Regions from separate parts of the Mus musculus genome. Here all the other regions are linked to region 5. A link is a contact called in public HiChIP or PLAC-seq and promoter capture Hi-C data. All regions are on one chromosome and are shown on one strand. The core of a region is the stretch at or near the end of the contact, and the rest is flanking DNA. Distances in the headings are between cores, read along the strand shown. Region 1 holds the start of Rab35 (RAB35, member RAS oncogene family). Region 2 holds the start of Sirt4 (sirtuin 4). Region 3 holds the start of Usp30 (ubiquitin specific peptidase 30). Region 4 holds the start of Rplp0 (ribosomal protein, large, P0). Region 5 holds the start of 2210016L21Rik (RIKEN cDNA 2210016L21 gene).

Region 1 (2,700 bases), core at 45-2,544, 690 kb before region 5:
GCCAGCCTCCTTCCTAAAACATCACATATTCCTGGCACCTCAGCTAAGCTCCCCTAAACATCCTGGGCCTGCCTCCCTGAACTCACCATCACCCCACAGGACCTGGTCACCTGCCATACTCCAAACACCTCTAAAATGCTTCATCCTTGGCCAGAAACCAGTGTGACTCTCATTCACTGACCAAATGCATTTAAGCACTGGGTACCAGAAGCTGATCTATGAATCAGAGATGGCGCGGTACTGAAAGGTGTGTGGTGTGTGTGTGTTTGTGTACACAAAGCACTTAAAATATTGAATGAAGCACCCGGGTAAGAGAACAGCAAACACTGTCCACCTACTGTGTGCCAAACACTAGTCCCCTCATTAAGTGTGTGCTCACATCAGCCTTGGCAGGCAAATCTACCACTCCCATTCCACAGATGAGAACTGAACCTTGCTGAGACTTAGTAACAATTCTAAAGGAATGCGCTCATGGCTGTACCTGCCGCACCTCATCCAAGCGCACGGCAACCCGGAGACGGGTCCTGGAAATACCCCCATTTCACGGAGCGCTGAGTCTTCACAGGGCGACTCATGCTGCTAACACTGTGAGTTACTTAGAGGTTACTTTATGCCGGGTCAGGCGCTTTTCCCTACTTTCAGCTCACCGAATCATCCCACCGCTCAGCTTAACAAGTCCCCACTTCTCAGATGCAGGAACTGAGGCTCAAGGGAGGCGAGACAACTCGCCCAAGGTCACAGAGCGGCAAAAGCTTGCCTCCCCGGGACTCGAACCCGGCTCTCTCCAACTCCAGCGATCGCGCGACTTGACCAAGGTCACACGTGAGGCAGGAACGAGCGCCGGGGCCGTGCGTGCATCCCGCGCCCTCGGTGCCCCCCGCCCCGCCGAGGAGCCACCCCGGAGTCCCCTCGCTGCGGCCCCCCCGGGGCCTGCGACCCCGCCGAGCTCCGCGCCTCCCGCCCCGCGCGGGCCGCGCCTCCTCGCTCGCTCGCCCGCCCGCCCCGCTCGCCCGCCCGCCCCGAGGCCCCCGCGGGCCGCGCCCGGCAGGGCCCACACCGCCTCCGGCCCCTGCGGCCCTCACCGCTGTCGCCGATGATGAGCAGCTTGAAGAGGTGGTCGTAGTCCCGGGCCATGGCGGGCGGGGGCGGCGGGCGGGCGGGCGCGCGCGCGCGGGCGGGCAGGCGAGCTGGGCGGGCGGGGTCGGTCCTGGCCTCGCGATCCGCAGCTCCCTCCCGGCTGCTCCGGCAGCGGCGGATCCACTTCCCGAACAAACAGCCGGAACTGACAGAAACACCTCCCTCCGCTCCCCCACCTCCGCCTCCTCCTCCTCCTCCTCAGCAGCCGCCGCCGGTGCCGCCGCCTCCCTCCTTCCCGCCCCGCCCCGCCACTGCGCAGGCGCGGGGGCTGGAACCGCCTCTGCGCAGCCGCAGCCCCGGCCAGCCGCGCCCTCTCCGCGCACGCGCAGTGCGCTACGCTCGCCGGCCGAGGTCCGAGTGAGCTAGCGAGCGAGCGAGCGAGCGAGCGCCGTCGCTGCGGATCCCCGGGAGAACCGAACCGTTTAGCAGGGCCCGACGGAAGAGAGGTGACAACCGGCCGCAGGGCTGAAGCCTGGAGGTCAGCGCTGGGGAGGAAGTCGTCCCCCGAGCACCACGATCCCGGACGCCCGACCCCCTGGCGGAACGGGTAGCGGTTCCGGATTGGGATCCGTGGGGCGTATGCACCCTGCTCGCCAGCGCTTCTGCTCCTTCTGCCTCAGTTTTCCGGACGCAGCGCGGAGCCAGCCCCACGTTTTTTTCCAGTTGGAGCGGAAGCCCACCTGCCCGTCCCCGAGAGCTGTCGCTGCCATCGCCATCCTCCCTGCAGGTCTGCAGGGATTGCCCCATCCCTGTGGTTTTTTACTTTTTCCAGACAAGTTCTCAAGTATCCCAGGGTGGCTTCCTGACTCTCTCGAGTAGCCGAGGATAACCATATACTTCTGATCCCACCTGTACCTCCTGAGTCCTGTTTTAATGTGGTGCTGAGACTCGAACCCATGGCTTCGCAGATGCTAGGCAGACGCTTTTCGAGCTGAGCTCCACCCCCAGCCTCTTTGTCCCTGCTTCTTCTTGCCCTCCAGTGCTTTCCAGCCAAGCACCTGTTGGGGATACTGCCCACTCCTAATCTTTCCCCGTAAGAAGCAGTGCTAGTGTTTAAAACAAAACAACAACAAAATACAGACGCTTACTGAATTCAAAGTTGACATTAGTTTTCCTTTAAAGTTTCTTGGACAGCATGAAACACTTACTAGTCTAATGGATACATGTTTTCCCATACATTTCAGAGTATCTAAGCACCCATGTGCCTCTCGCAGTTCACCGGTATGCCGCCATCAATCATTTAACTGCCTCGTCACCACGTGGTACCCCCATCTGATGGTTGTACTATTCCTTAACAATTCCGCTGCTGGTAGATTTATGCAGTTCATAATTTTCTTGTTATTCAAGGTACTGCAGGTCCTTGAACAGCACACACAGTGTCTGATCTAGGCCTTGCTTGAACTCTTTATTTCCCTGAAGCAAGCCTGGTGATGTCAGATGAACACGAGCCTAGAATCATAAGATACTGGCTGAGGAGAGACGCTGGCTGTGTTGTGTTCTTGATTGAAAACTCCTGGGACTGGCCAGGTTCCTGCTATTCCTTTGATTGGCATTTTTTAAGAA
Region 2 (2,700 bases), core at 110-2,609, 540 kb before region 5:
AGGAAAACCAATCAAATCTGCGAACCGTGTTGGCACACATCGTTCAGTTCATCAAAGTTCTAGGGAGGCGGAGGCCGGTGAATCTCCATGAATTCAAGGCCAAGCGTGGTCTACATAAGGAGTTCCAGGCCAGCCAAGGCTACATAGTGAGAACCCATCTTAAAACAAACACAAAACAAAGGGGGCAATTATTTATTATTAAAAGTGTCAAAAAAAATTCTGGGCGTGGTGGCGCACTCCTTTAATCCCAGCACTCAGGAGGCAGAGGCAGGCGGATTTCTGAGTTCGAGGCCAGTCTGGACTACAGAGTGAGTTCCAGGACAGCCAGGGCTAAACAGAGAAACCCTGTCTCGGAAAACCAAAAAAAAAAAAAAAAAAAAAAAGTGTCAGACTATACATTAACACCCTGTCTCAGAAAAACAAAAACAAAAAACAAAGAAAGGGTCTTTTGGGGAGGGGTTGGGAGAGCTGAAGAGGTGGCTCACTGGTTAAGAGCATTGCTTCTCACCAGGTGGTGGTGGAGCACGCCTTTAATCCCAGCACTTGGGAGGCAGAGGCAGGTGGATCTCTGAGACCAGCCTGGTCTACAGAGTGAGTTCCAGGAAAGCCAGGGCTATACAGAGAAACCCTGTCTCGAAAACACCAAAACAAACAAACAAGAGCATTGCTACTCTTGCAGGGGGACTCAGATTCCATCCCGAGCACCCACAGGGCAGTTCACAACAGGTTGTCACTCAAGTTCCAGGGGATCTGACGCCCTTTTATGGCCGTCAGGAGCTCCTCCTGTATGCATGAAGGTAAAACACACACATTATTAAAAAAAAAAAAAAACCAGTCTATTTTAAAAAGCGTCTTGGATGGAGAAATGCCCGCTAGTGTGAATTCAGGGCTACCCAGGGCTGGGCTAACGCGCTGACACCGAGCTATAGCCCCAGTGCTCTTACAGTATTATTTTGAGTCCGAGGTCTCACTAAGTCACCCAGACTGGCCTTGAACTCGTGATTCTTCCGCCTAAGCCTATTGAGTGGCAGATTATTGTCCTGTGCTACTAGTGAAAGAGTTTCTTTAAGAGAGCGAATTCCTAAATTAGGACTGCTTGGATCCTCTTTCGCACGCAGGACATGGGAAATATTAACCACTTCTTTGGTGGCACAAGCCTCTAATCCGAGCACTTGGGAGGTGGAGCCAGGAGGATCACGGATTTGGAGTCAGACAAGGATATGTCAGACCCTCTCTCAGCAAACAACACAAGCCACAAACAAACAAACACTACAAGAACCTCAAAAGGCAATCATTGCCCCAGGCGTCAGCAGCATATCCGGAACCTTAACTGAGCTGAGCAGGAAAGACAGCGGGCAATCCGTAGAGGAGCGCCCAAGAATCTTGGCGTGGGAGACACGTAGGATTCTGGGACTTGTAGTTTTCTTCCAACTAGATCGGCTTCGCGGACTACATTTCCCAAGATGCACACGTAACAAGCGAGTCCCACTGTTGGGTGAGAATTGTGGAAGGTAAGTGTTCTGATCCGGCTGAAGGTTTCCCGCTGAGCATTCTTACTAGGGATTCCATCTGTCTCTTTTGTTCTCGAGGGGACAAGGAGGATTTATCCCGGCAAAACCCGACTGTTTAGCCGTTCACACGTAGCTGGGAAATCTCATGGAGAAAGCAGGGTCCTGAGCTCTTCTTGGATAGGAAGCCAAGCCTAAATATGTGTGCCTATCACTCGATAGCTCCGCATTATGTCAAAGACTGTGTCAAAGGCTTGTCTTTACAACTAGAAAACCAGACAGGCAAGTTTGTATGCCTTGATTTTTATGTGTCCAAGTAGCAGAATTTACAATGCAGGGTAAGCAGACAGAGTGATTACTTAGCGTCCATCCCAGAGGCCCTGGATTTGGTACCGAGAACCGTGTAGAAAAAGACAAAACAAAACTGACATACTAAAATTAAAAAATCTTTTGGAGAAATGATATAATTCGGTTTAGTTGTATTCCTTGGCCTGGGCTACAGGGAATTCTGTCTCAAGTAATGATAATAATAATAATAATAATATCTGATTTAAACCAAGTAGAGTTATAGAACAAATAGTCCCATGAGAGATAATATTAACAAAAATATAAATATTACTAAAACATGTTTATATTAGTAGCAGGTGAAAAATAATGGGCTATTAAAAGTCTGTTTTTTAGGGCTGGAGAGATGGCTCAGTGGTTAAGAGCACCCCCTGCTCTTCCAAAGGTCCTGAGGTCAACTCTCAACGACCACAAGGTGTCTCACAACCATCTCTGATGAGTTCTTCCCTCTTCTGGGAAGTAGGTGTACGCGCAGGTTGACCATTCATATACATAAAATAAGTAAAAAAAAATTTTTTTAAAGTTTGTTTTAAAAAATATTTAATTTTTTAAAATTAAATTTTATTTTATGTGTTTGGGTATTTTACCTGCGCGTGTATTTGCGCATCCCTTTTATTCCTCGGCGCTTGCAGAGCGCAGACGAGGGCCTGAAACTGGAGTTAAAGATAGTTGTAAGTCACCATTGTAGGTGCTGAGAATTGAAGGGCTTCCGGACGAACCGTCCTCCCTTCTGTTTCCCCAGTGCTACAATCCCAGGCCGGGGCCACCGTGGCAAAATTTTCATAGTCGAATAGAGTTCCGGTGTCTATCAATTGGTGGGTTAACTTGACTTGTAAAACCCAGCTGC
Region 3 (2,700 bases), core at 198-2,697, 840 kb after region 5:
GTTCATACGATTAAAGATTTCTTCGTTCCAGGCTAGACTTGAAGGTGGACACTATTCTTTTTTCCCACAATTAAGAAAACTGCAGCAGTAATTCAAAACACAATTTTATACAAAGTTCTGTATCTCCAAGTAAGGCAACCCACACATACGTGCAACGTGTGTGTAACATGTACCCACATATATGTTGCATGTGGACATGTGTGTAATACGTTCTTACCTAATGCTTGGACTATATGAAGTTGATCACCTCCCCTGGTACCAGGGACTGACCCTAGCTAGGGCCTTATGCAGGACAGACAAATGCTCTACCACTAAGATCTGTCCCCCTAATTCTGCCTGCATGAATATTGGTCTCAGCTGAATAAACACTCCCTGAAAAGGATCACTAGTGACAACAGCAATCGTCAGACAACGGCCAGCATTCTCCGATGTCACAGCTAATTACCAGTTTCAAATCTTTTTGTTCTTCCAGGGTGAGTCCATAGAATGTGCACAGACCTTGGCTTAAAAAGCAGTCAGCGGGAGAAGGAGGGGGCCAGTTACAGCACACCTGCTCGGCACACACTCAACGAGGGAAACCGAGGCATGGTGTTGATTGACTAGTTCTTCTGCAGAACCGTACCATGAAGACGGTACGTGAGCCTGAGGGTGAGATTAAGCTGGCCACCAGCCCTGCTCTCAGGTCAGCTGTTAGGCCGCAAGGCCCAATCAAGCCTTCCTTCCCACCTGGTAAAATAGGGCCGCTGGGCGGAATAAACACGGGGTGGGGGGCTTCAGAGCCGGATAAGATGCTGTTAGACCTGCCCCGGTATCCAAGGTAGCCAACCCAAGCAACAGGTCCCAGCAGTCAGGGTGAGCAACGGGGGTGTGGCCCCAGGCCTTGGGAAGATCAACCGGGCTGGGGTGCAGACGGGGGTCCTAGCAGGAACGAAGAGCCTGGAATTGTCACAGCCTGGGGAGCTCAGCGGCTGGGAGCCTTCGGAAGCTTGGGAACCGGAGCGGTTTGGGATGCAGAAGTGAGAATCTCCAGCATGGCAGAGGTGGGAGACCGGCATCTGACAAACTGCGGGGGAGCAGCGGCGTGCAGATTGTGTGCCCGGAGCCCGAGTCTGGGGTCACCGCGAGGGGCTGCGGGGCGTCGCAGGCCGCGGCCACAGCAGGGACGAGGAGGCGACGCCGGGCCGCGGCCTCCGCCTCGGCCGGGTCCGCGCAGGCCTGGAGGCCCTGCGGCCGCCACCGCCACCCCGCACCCCCACCCACTCACCTGACGGCCGCCCCGGTGCGCAGGAAGCGCTGCAGGGCCTTGTCGGCCGCCGTCCTCGCCGCCTGCGCCCGGGAACTTAGCATCGCGCTCGCTGCCGCCGCCGCTACCGCTGCCGCCGCCGCCCCCCGCTCGCCCGCCCGCCGCAGCGGAATGAGGAGCCCAAGACAGGAGGCTCGCAAAGTGGAGGAACCCGCGGTGGCGACCCCGCTTCGGCGGAGGGGGGAAGAAGCCAGGAGGACGGACCGGAAGTTAGTCACACCGGACTGAAATAGTGAACGGACGACCCCTCCCCGGTTCCTTTGCTCCTAGCAACCGCAGCCTGATTCGTTGCTAAGGGAGGTTTCCCGGGGCCCGGGGACCACTTCGGAAGCTATGAGCCTTCGCATTTGCTCCGCCTCCAGGACGGAGCTTGGTTCATGTGGAAAGGCTGTTATTAAACTGGAAAATTTAAAAATAGATGGCTCTAGCTTTGATTTTTTAAAATGTGGGGTTAGCAAGATGGCTCTGTAGGTAAAAACAGCTGCCCCCAAATCTCACACCCTGAGTTCAGTGCCCAGAACCATACAGTAGAAGAGAACCAAAGTTATCAGGACCTTCCTATGTGTGCTGTGGTGCGCAACACACACACACGCGCGCGCGCACAAACACATGCACACATACACATGCATATGCCTGCACTTACACTCGTATATGCACACACATACACCTGCACACACGCATGCACATTTATACATAGATGCACACTTCACAATACACACACATGCATATGTGCACACATGCACACGCACACACACACGTATATATATACACATGCACACTACACATACGCACACATATGCACAGTATATATACCCATACACGTATACACATACATGCATGCATTCACATGCACACAGCACACATATACACGCGTGCACACACACACACCTATAAACATACAGATACATACAAATACATGCAAACACATGCACATACACTTGCATGCACATGTGCACACATATATACACATGCATACACAAGTGCACAGACACACAAATGCAATAAATTAAAATGCAGTGTCTTAGAAATCTGTTTCTATTAGGTTTATACAAAGTCCTAAACAGTCCCACACAAATGTTTGTGAATTCACTCTTTAAAACAGCAAAACATGGAAACAAACTAGATATTTATCAGCTGCAAATCTCCCTCTGTCATACATACAATAAAAAAGGTGTTAGAATTTTTAGATTCCTCTCTTGTGTGGGCATGCTGCTGTATGTGCTGCAGATCTTTATACCATTTCTCTTCTCAAAGCCGAACTGTGTGTGTTGAGTAACTCCCCCTTCCTGTCTTCTGTTCTAGTAATTTCCATTCTATTTCTATTCCTGTGAGGTTGAGGTTGGCTGTCTCAGGACAGGAGTCGCTCAGAGTTCTTTGGTGACTGTCTTAGCTCACTT
Region 4 (2,700 bases), core at 139-2,638, 620 kb before region 5:
GCCCATCAGCACCACGGCCTTCCCTCGGAGCGACATGCGGATCTGCTGCATCTGCTTGGAGCCCACGTTGTCTGCTCCCACAATGAAGCATTTTGGATAATCATCCAAAAGTTGCTATGAAGGAAGCCAGGAAAAACTACATTGAGAGGAAAACAAACAAAAAATACCCAGCAAAACCCGAAACCCTGCTACCTCTACCTCCCCATTGCTTCACCCTAGGTGTGACACTTCTCGCTAGGAGCCAGCCACCCGAGCCCAACGTCTGTCTTTATCTGATCCAGCTTCCTTGCTGGTTACGAGTATCACAAAATTACTGTCACAGCCAAAAATTAACTTTTAGCTGGGTGTGGTGCCACACCTGTAAAGACAGGTAAGGCTTAATTGCTAATCCGAGGCCAGCCAGAGCTATAGGGGGAAGACTTGCCTCAAGTAAATCTTAAGCTTTACTTTTTAAATAAGGCGTGCCTGGGTGACCAAAGTGACTCTGATCAGGGAAGAGACAGACTTAAAAAGCACAGAAAACAAATTATAGAGAGGTCGGGGGATCTTAGGTTGTGAAATATAAAAGGTACTACCAGACCCAAAAATCTTTGTCTCTGTCTCGGAAAAAAAAAAGAAAAGTTAACTAAAACAGACTGGTACCTACAAAGTCTGGTAGCTCTGGTTCAAAGCCACCTCAAAGGCCTTTTGTAATTAAGTCACTCAACAGCAGCCTGACTGGCAGGTCTCAGATGGGCAACAAGATGAATCACTCCAGTCTCAGCCCTTTGCACAAACGCGAAGGGCTCGACGAGATGAAAAACTGGGTGAGCGAGCTAGTTCTGGAACGCGGGGGGGGGGGGGGGAGATCCCAAGACTACAGAACTTCCCCAGGATGCCCAAACTCTGTTAAAGCGCGTGGCCAACGACCGCCCCGGGAAGACCCGGAGGCGGAAGCCGCGCGTCCCCGGCCCGCTCCACACTTACGATGATCTTGAGGAAGTAGTTGGACTTCCAGGTCGCCCTGTCTTCCCTGGGCATCACGGCGGTGCGTCAGGGATTGCCACGCGGGGTTTAAAGACGATGTCACTGGGGAGAGAGAGGGGGCAGCTTGAGCCCGGTAACCCCAACACCGGCCCCGATCCCAGGCCTAGGCCAAGCCGGCCACGCCAGAGCTGGGCCCCGGGCTGCGGCCGCCAGCAGCGCGGGCGATCCGACAAGCCAGGCGGTAGACCGGACGGGCAGAGCCCGGCCGCGATCCTTCCCGAGCCCATCGCTCCCACCCGCAACGTCCCCGCGCTCTTGCCGCCCTCCCACAACAAAACAACCCCCCAACCTCCAACGAGGACGCCTGGCGAGAGACGGGCCGCATGCCCGCGTGTGCCTTTTATAGGAGAACCAGGCGGTCCTCGAAACCCGAAGACGACGTCGTCCATGCCTATTGGCTGGTTCCATCGACTGTCCTGCCTCACTCAATAAACATGCGCGTCTATTGGCTGAGACCGCTGCCACTCCAGCAAGTCGGGAAAGTAAAGACAGCACCCGGCCGCAGGAGGCGCGCTTTCAGACCTGCTGCCCTCTGCTGGGTCGGAGCCGCCCTGCAGCGTCACCGAGTCAGTACAGCAAAACAACTTTCTGCGAAACCCTAGCTGATGCTCTAGTCTCCTCTTGTTCTTCCATTCTTTTTTCTTTCTTTTAATTTATTTATTTTTTATTTTTTTAGGTTTTTCTGTATATCCTGGCTGTCCTGGAACTCACTTTGTAGACCAGGCTGGCCTCAAACTCAGAAATCTGCCTGCCTCTGCCTCCCAAGTGCTGGGATTAAAGGCGTGCGCCACCACTGCCCGTTTTGTTCTTCCTTTCAAAACCTACATCTTCACCCGCACAAAGTTAATCAAAGATTGCCGTTTTCTCTGAGTAAACGCCTAAAACGTAGACTATTCTCAAGGTCCCACACGACTGTTTCCACTGTCGCAATCTGTTTTCTTGCTTTCCTACTGATGTGTTTGCCTCTCGCCTGATCCCTTTGCCCTTTTATCCCCTTCAAGAGTATGCCTTTTTTTTTTTTTGGTTTTGGTTTTGGTTTTTCGAGACAGGGTTTCTCTGTATAGCCCTGGATGTCCTGGAACTCACTTTGTAGACCAGGCTGGCCTTGAACTCAGAAATCCGCCTGCCTCTGCCTCCCAAGTGCTGGGATTAAAGGTGTGCGCCACCACCACCGGCTTCACAGCTTTTTGAATGGTGCTGGCCAGCTTCGGTCAGAGAAACTCACCTCCCCCACATCTTGCTGCAAATGCTATCTACTCAAGGAGACCTGCCCTGATTCTTGATTTCAAATTTTAAGGGCGGGGGCAAAACCAAACCTACTCTCCCTTACTCTCCCACCTTCTCCTGCAGCACTTACACCATCTAACTCGCTGTATAATTCACCACATTCTGCTTGTCAGCCTCTCCCTGCAGGAAGGTAAGCTCCACAGGGCAGAGATTTTATTCTGTGCCTGCCAGACAGTGGGCAGATAAGTATTTGTTGAGCAGGCAAAACGCAGGGCATGCGGCCAGATGAGACCCGGATCCATAACTTTGTTCTGCCGCTTGCTGTGTTGTCTTAAAAAGCACTTCCACTTTATTGACCGTTTGCTTTCCCTTCCAGGGATACGGGAGAAAATCGATACATAAAACTAGCTTCTTCACATATATATATATATATATATATATATATAT
Region 5 (2,700 bases), core at 182-2,681:
ACCCACCCCCAAGGTTTTGTTTTTCACATCTATAAAGTGAGTCAATTCTCCTCCAAGGAAGACAAGATGGCTCTCCAGATACTTGCCACCAAGCCTAACCACTTCAGTTTGATCCCCAGGACCCACATGACTTCTAAGCTCCCATGACACCTGTGTGAGTCTACAGACACACAACATAAAATGTAATAGAATAATCTAAAGGCCACTTTTTAAACCAGGCTTGGCAACACACACCTTTAATCCCAGCACTCAGAAGGCAAAGGCAGGCAGATCTCTATGAGTTTAAGACCAGTCTGGTTTATGTAGCGAGTTCTAGGGCAGTCAGAGCTACATGGGAGACTCTATGTCTAAAATAAAATAAAATAAAACTATAAGTTATATACTTTGTTTTTACATCGGTCCCCTTCTGAGACTTGAAAATGTTTACTGTTGTATGTCTAAGTCACATGACAACTTTTGGGAGTTAATCCTCTCTTTTACCATGGGTTCTGGGAATCCAGTGAGGTTGGCAGGTTTGTGTAGCAATTGCTGAGGCAACTCACTGATCTGGAAATGGAACTAGACATCTCAGGGGCTTTATGGTGGGTAAGAGTGTAAATGATTCTTTTCCAACAGTGTACTGTGAAGAAAATGTTTGGATGTATCTGTAAAAGGCTGTAACGAGATGTAACAATATGGTGTCGTCTACTGGGACAAACAGGTATTATCACGTGACTGTGGCTTGTAGCTCACATGCAGGAGAGGAGAAGGTATTAAATTCCCACGAGGAGTTCAAGTACAGATGCAATATATATATATATTTCTGCCTACTCTCTAAATTATAAGGCCTGTTGGATTCTCTAACCATGATTAAGAGTCATTATACTGGCAGATGCCGGATACATTCCGTCTGCTAGGCAATCTCTCGTTTAGGTATACTCCCGGGTGAGCTCAGTCTGAATGAGACATCAAGTGAGGGCCGAGAAAGTCGGGATTCTGAGACTACAAGAAGGAGGGGCATCACGGTCATCTCAGACAGGTGATGGGTTGGTTACCTTTCCAGAGGGAGGACACAGGACGCATTGAGGAAAGCAGTCAGGAGGCATTTAGGTGCCTCTGCGGCCTCCACGGGAATAAAGCAATCACCCTCTGCCCTCGGTGTCAGTGTGATCCCCAAAAGATCTCAGAAGCTCCCCCAAGAAAGCTCCTCTAAAACGTCAGGACGCCATGGCTCGCACCCCACCACGCATCCGTTTCAGGCCCCCGGGGAGGAGCCTGAGCCCCAGAAAGTCCCCTACCGGCTTCGGGTCTCTCCGCTGCCCCCGGGCGCTGCTCCAGCCCCCAGGCGGGCGTAGCCGCCTCGCGACAGCGTGCCAATTCCTCCGCATCGCTGCTGCTACTGCTGCTGTTCTCCGAATCGCTCATTGCACCGCTGGGCGCCACCATCCTGGGATGCCGCAAGGGGTTGTGGGGGGTAAAAAGCTTCCCTCTCACATGACCCACCTGTCAGAGCATCATGGGAATTGTAGTTCCCAGACCACCATTGGCGGCGAACGGTACAGAAAAATGAGCTCCGGAAGGATCCAGGAGACCACCACCTTCTCCAATCTTTTTGTTGTTGTTGTTTTTCTTTTTCCTTTTCTTTTTTCTCCTCTCATCCCCTCCCCTTTCCTCTCCTCCCCGTCTCTCCTTGTGATCCCCTCCCCACCTTTTCTCTTTTTTTCTCTTGTTTGCACAGGGAACGATAATACCCTAAAGTCAAACAAGAAGATGACAGAAGCAGGATTAGTTTTGTTTTTATTTTTAATTTTTTAAGGAAAAATGAATTCATGTGCGATTTAATGAAATCGGGAAGGCAACTAGCCACCTTTTTTACTTCAGGTTTTGATCTTAGGAAGATTGTTAAACTGTAGGCTTTTGAGGGTCTGACAAACAAACAGAACAAACAAATCAGATCGGAATGACTCTTGGAACAGCGGAGGATTTAGCAGTTAGTGCATAGTCCGTAAAACACCTGTAGACTAGCACTTGAGAGCTTTTGTGTGTGTGTGTGTGTGTTTTGTTTTTTTTTTTTTGTTTTTTGTTTTTGTTTTTTTCCCGAGACAGAGTTTCTCTGTATATCCCTGGCTGTCCTGGAACTCACTTTGTAGACCAGGCTGGCCTTGAACTCAGAAATCCGACTGCCTCTGCCACCCAAGTGCTGGGATTAAAGGTGTACACCACCACTACCAGGCAACATTTTTTTTAAGATTTATTTTATGTATATGAATGAATACTGTAGCTGTCTTCAGACACACCAGAAGAGGGCGCCAGATCCCAATACAGATGGTTGTGAGCCACCATGTGGTTCCTGGAATTGAACTCAGGACCTCTGGAAAAGCAGTCAGTTCTCTTAACCTCTGAACCATCTCTCCAGCCCTACACAAAGTTTTCTGCTCTTATGAAACACAACTGTTTAATTGCAGAAAACGAAGACTTTTTTTTAATGTCACTCCTTAATACATATCAGATTAATACACCTTTTGATTGTTTTCTATTAGAACACCCGAGCTTAAAAGTTGCCGTTTGAGTTGTTTGAGTTTCATTACAAAAGTGATTGACTTTTGACCTGGGTTTAAGACAGCGTTTCCAACAACTTCCGAAGCAGCCCCACCCATGTGTCTGTTGTTGTGTACAATACTGGCGAGAGGGAGCACTGTTGGCATTGCTGACTTCAGAACC

What was found. Promoter capture Hi-C pulls out the DNA fragments that hold promoters and counts their contacts. HiChIP or PLAC-seq counts read pairs in DNA pulled down with a chosen protein or histone mark.
Region 1: a promoter capture Hi-C map of pre-B cells shows a contact between it and region 5, with 3 times the contacts expected there. The contact joins the promoter of Rab35 here to the promoter of 2210016L21Rik in region 5. A contact is called at or near these places in 3 of 39 promoter capture datasets (cranial neural crest, liver and pre-B cells).
Region 2: a contact with region 5 is called in an H3K4me3 HiChIP or PLAC-seq map of bone marrow-derived macrophages, with 3 times the contacts expected there. The contact joins the promoter of Sirt4 here to the promoter of 2210016L21Rik in region 5. A contact is called at or near these places in 8 of 39 promoter capture datasets (the 3T3-L1 cell line, cranial neural crest, embryonic stem cells and 5 more), 3 of 115 datasets of contacts at active chromatin or transcription factors (bone marrow-derived macrophages, embryonic stem cells and memory CD8 T cells) and 1 of 9 other capture datasets (liver).
Region 3: a contact with region 5 is called in a promoter capture Hi-C map of hematopoietic stem and progenitor cells. The contact joins the promoter of Usp30 here to the promoter of 2210016L21Rik in region 5. A contact is called at or near these places in 3 of 39 promoter capture datasets (the HPC-7 cell line, hematopoietic stem and progenitor cells and hippocampal neurons).
Region 4: an H3K27ac HiChIP or PLAC-seq map of embryonic stem cells shows a contact between it and region 5, with 2.5 times the contacts expected there. The contact joins the promoter of Rplp0 here to the promoter of 2210016L21Rik in region 5. A contact is called at or near these places in 3 of 39 promoter capture datasets (cranial neural crest, liver and pre-B cells), 3 of 115 datasets of contacts at active chromatin or transcription factors (embryonic stem cells, memory CD8 T cells and thymic regulatory T cells) and 2 of 9 other capture datasets (liver and pancreatic islet).

What each region holds. Positions count from the first base shown.
Region 1 is chr5:115,630,581-115,633,280 of GRCm38.p6, reverse strand. It overlaps Rab35 (RAB35, member RAS oncogene family), which reads right to left and starts at 1,294. Exons shown (of 6, transcript NM_198163.1): 1 at 1,083-1,294. The coding sequence starts at 1,134. It overlaps 1110006O24Rik (RIKEN cDNA 1110006O24 gene), which reads left to right and starts at 1,465. Exons shown (of 1, transcript NR_027810.1): 1 at 1,465-2,232.
Region 2 is chr5:115,483,143-115,485,842 of GRCm38.p6, reverse strand. It overlaps Sirt4 (sirtuin 4), which reads left to right and starts at 1,359. Exons shown (of 5, transcript NM_133760.1): 1 at 1,359-1,511. Gm42007 (a long non-coding RNA gene) reads right to left here and starts at 1,393. Exons shown (of 2, transcript XR_878704.2): 1 at 1,280-1,393.
Region 3 is chr5:114,099,080-114,101,779 of GRCm38.p6, reverse strand. It overlaps Usp30 (ubiquitin specific peptidase 30), which reads right to left and starts at 1,447. Exons shown (of 13, transcript NM_001033202.3): 1 at 1,265-1,447. The coding sequence starts at 1,347.
Region 4 is chr5:115,558,155-115,560,854 of GRCm38.p6, reverse strand. Rplp0 (ribosomal protein, large, P0) reads right to left here and starts at 1,388. Exons shown (of 7, transcript NM_007475.5): 1 at 1,316-1,388; 2 at 967-1,068; 3 at 1-114. The coding sequence starts at 1,020.
Region 5 is chr5:114,940,933-114,943,632 of GRCm38.p6, reverse strand. It overlaps 2210016L21Rik (RIKEN cDNA 2210016L21 gene), which reads right to left and starts at 1,431. Exons shown (of 6, transcript NM_028211.1): 1 at 1,278-1,431. The coding sequence starts at 1,425.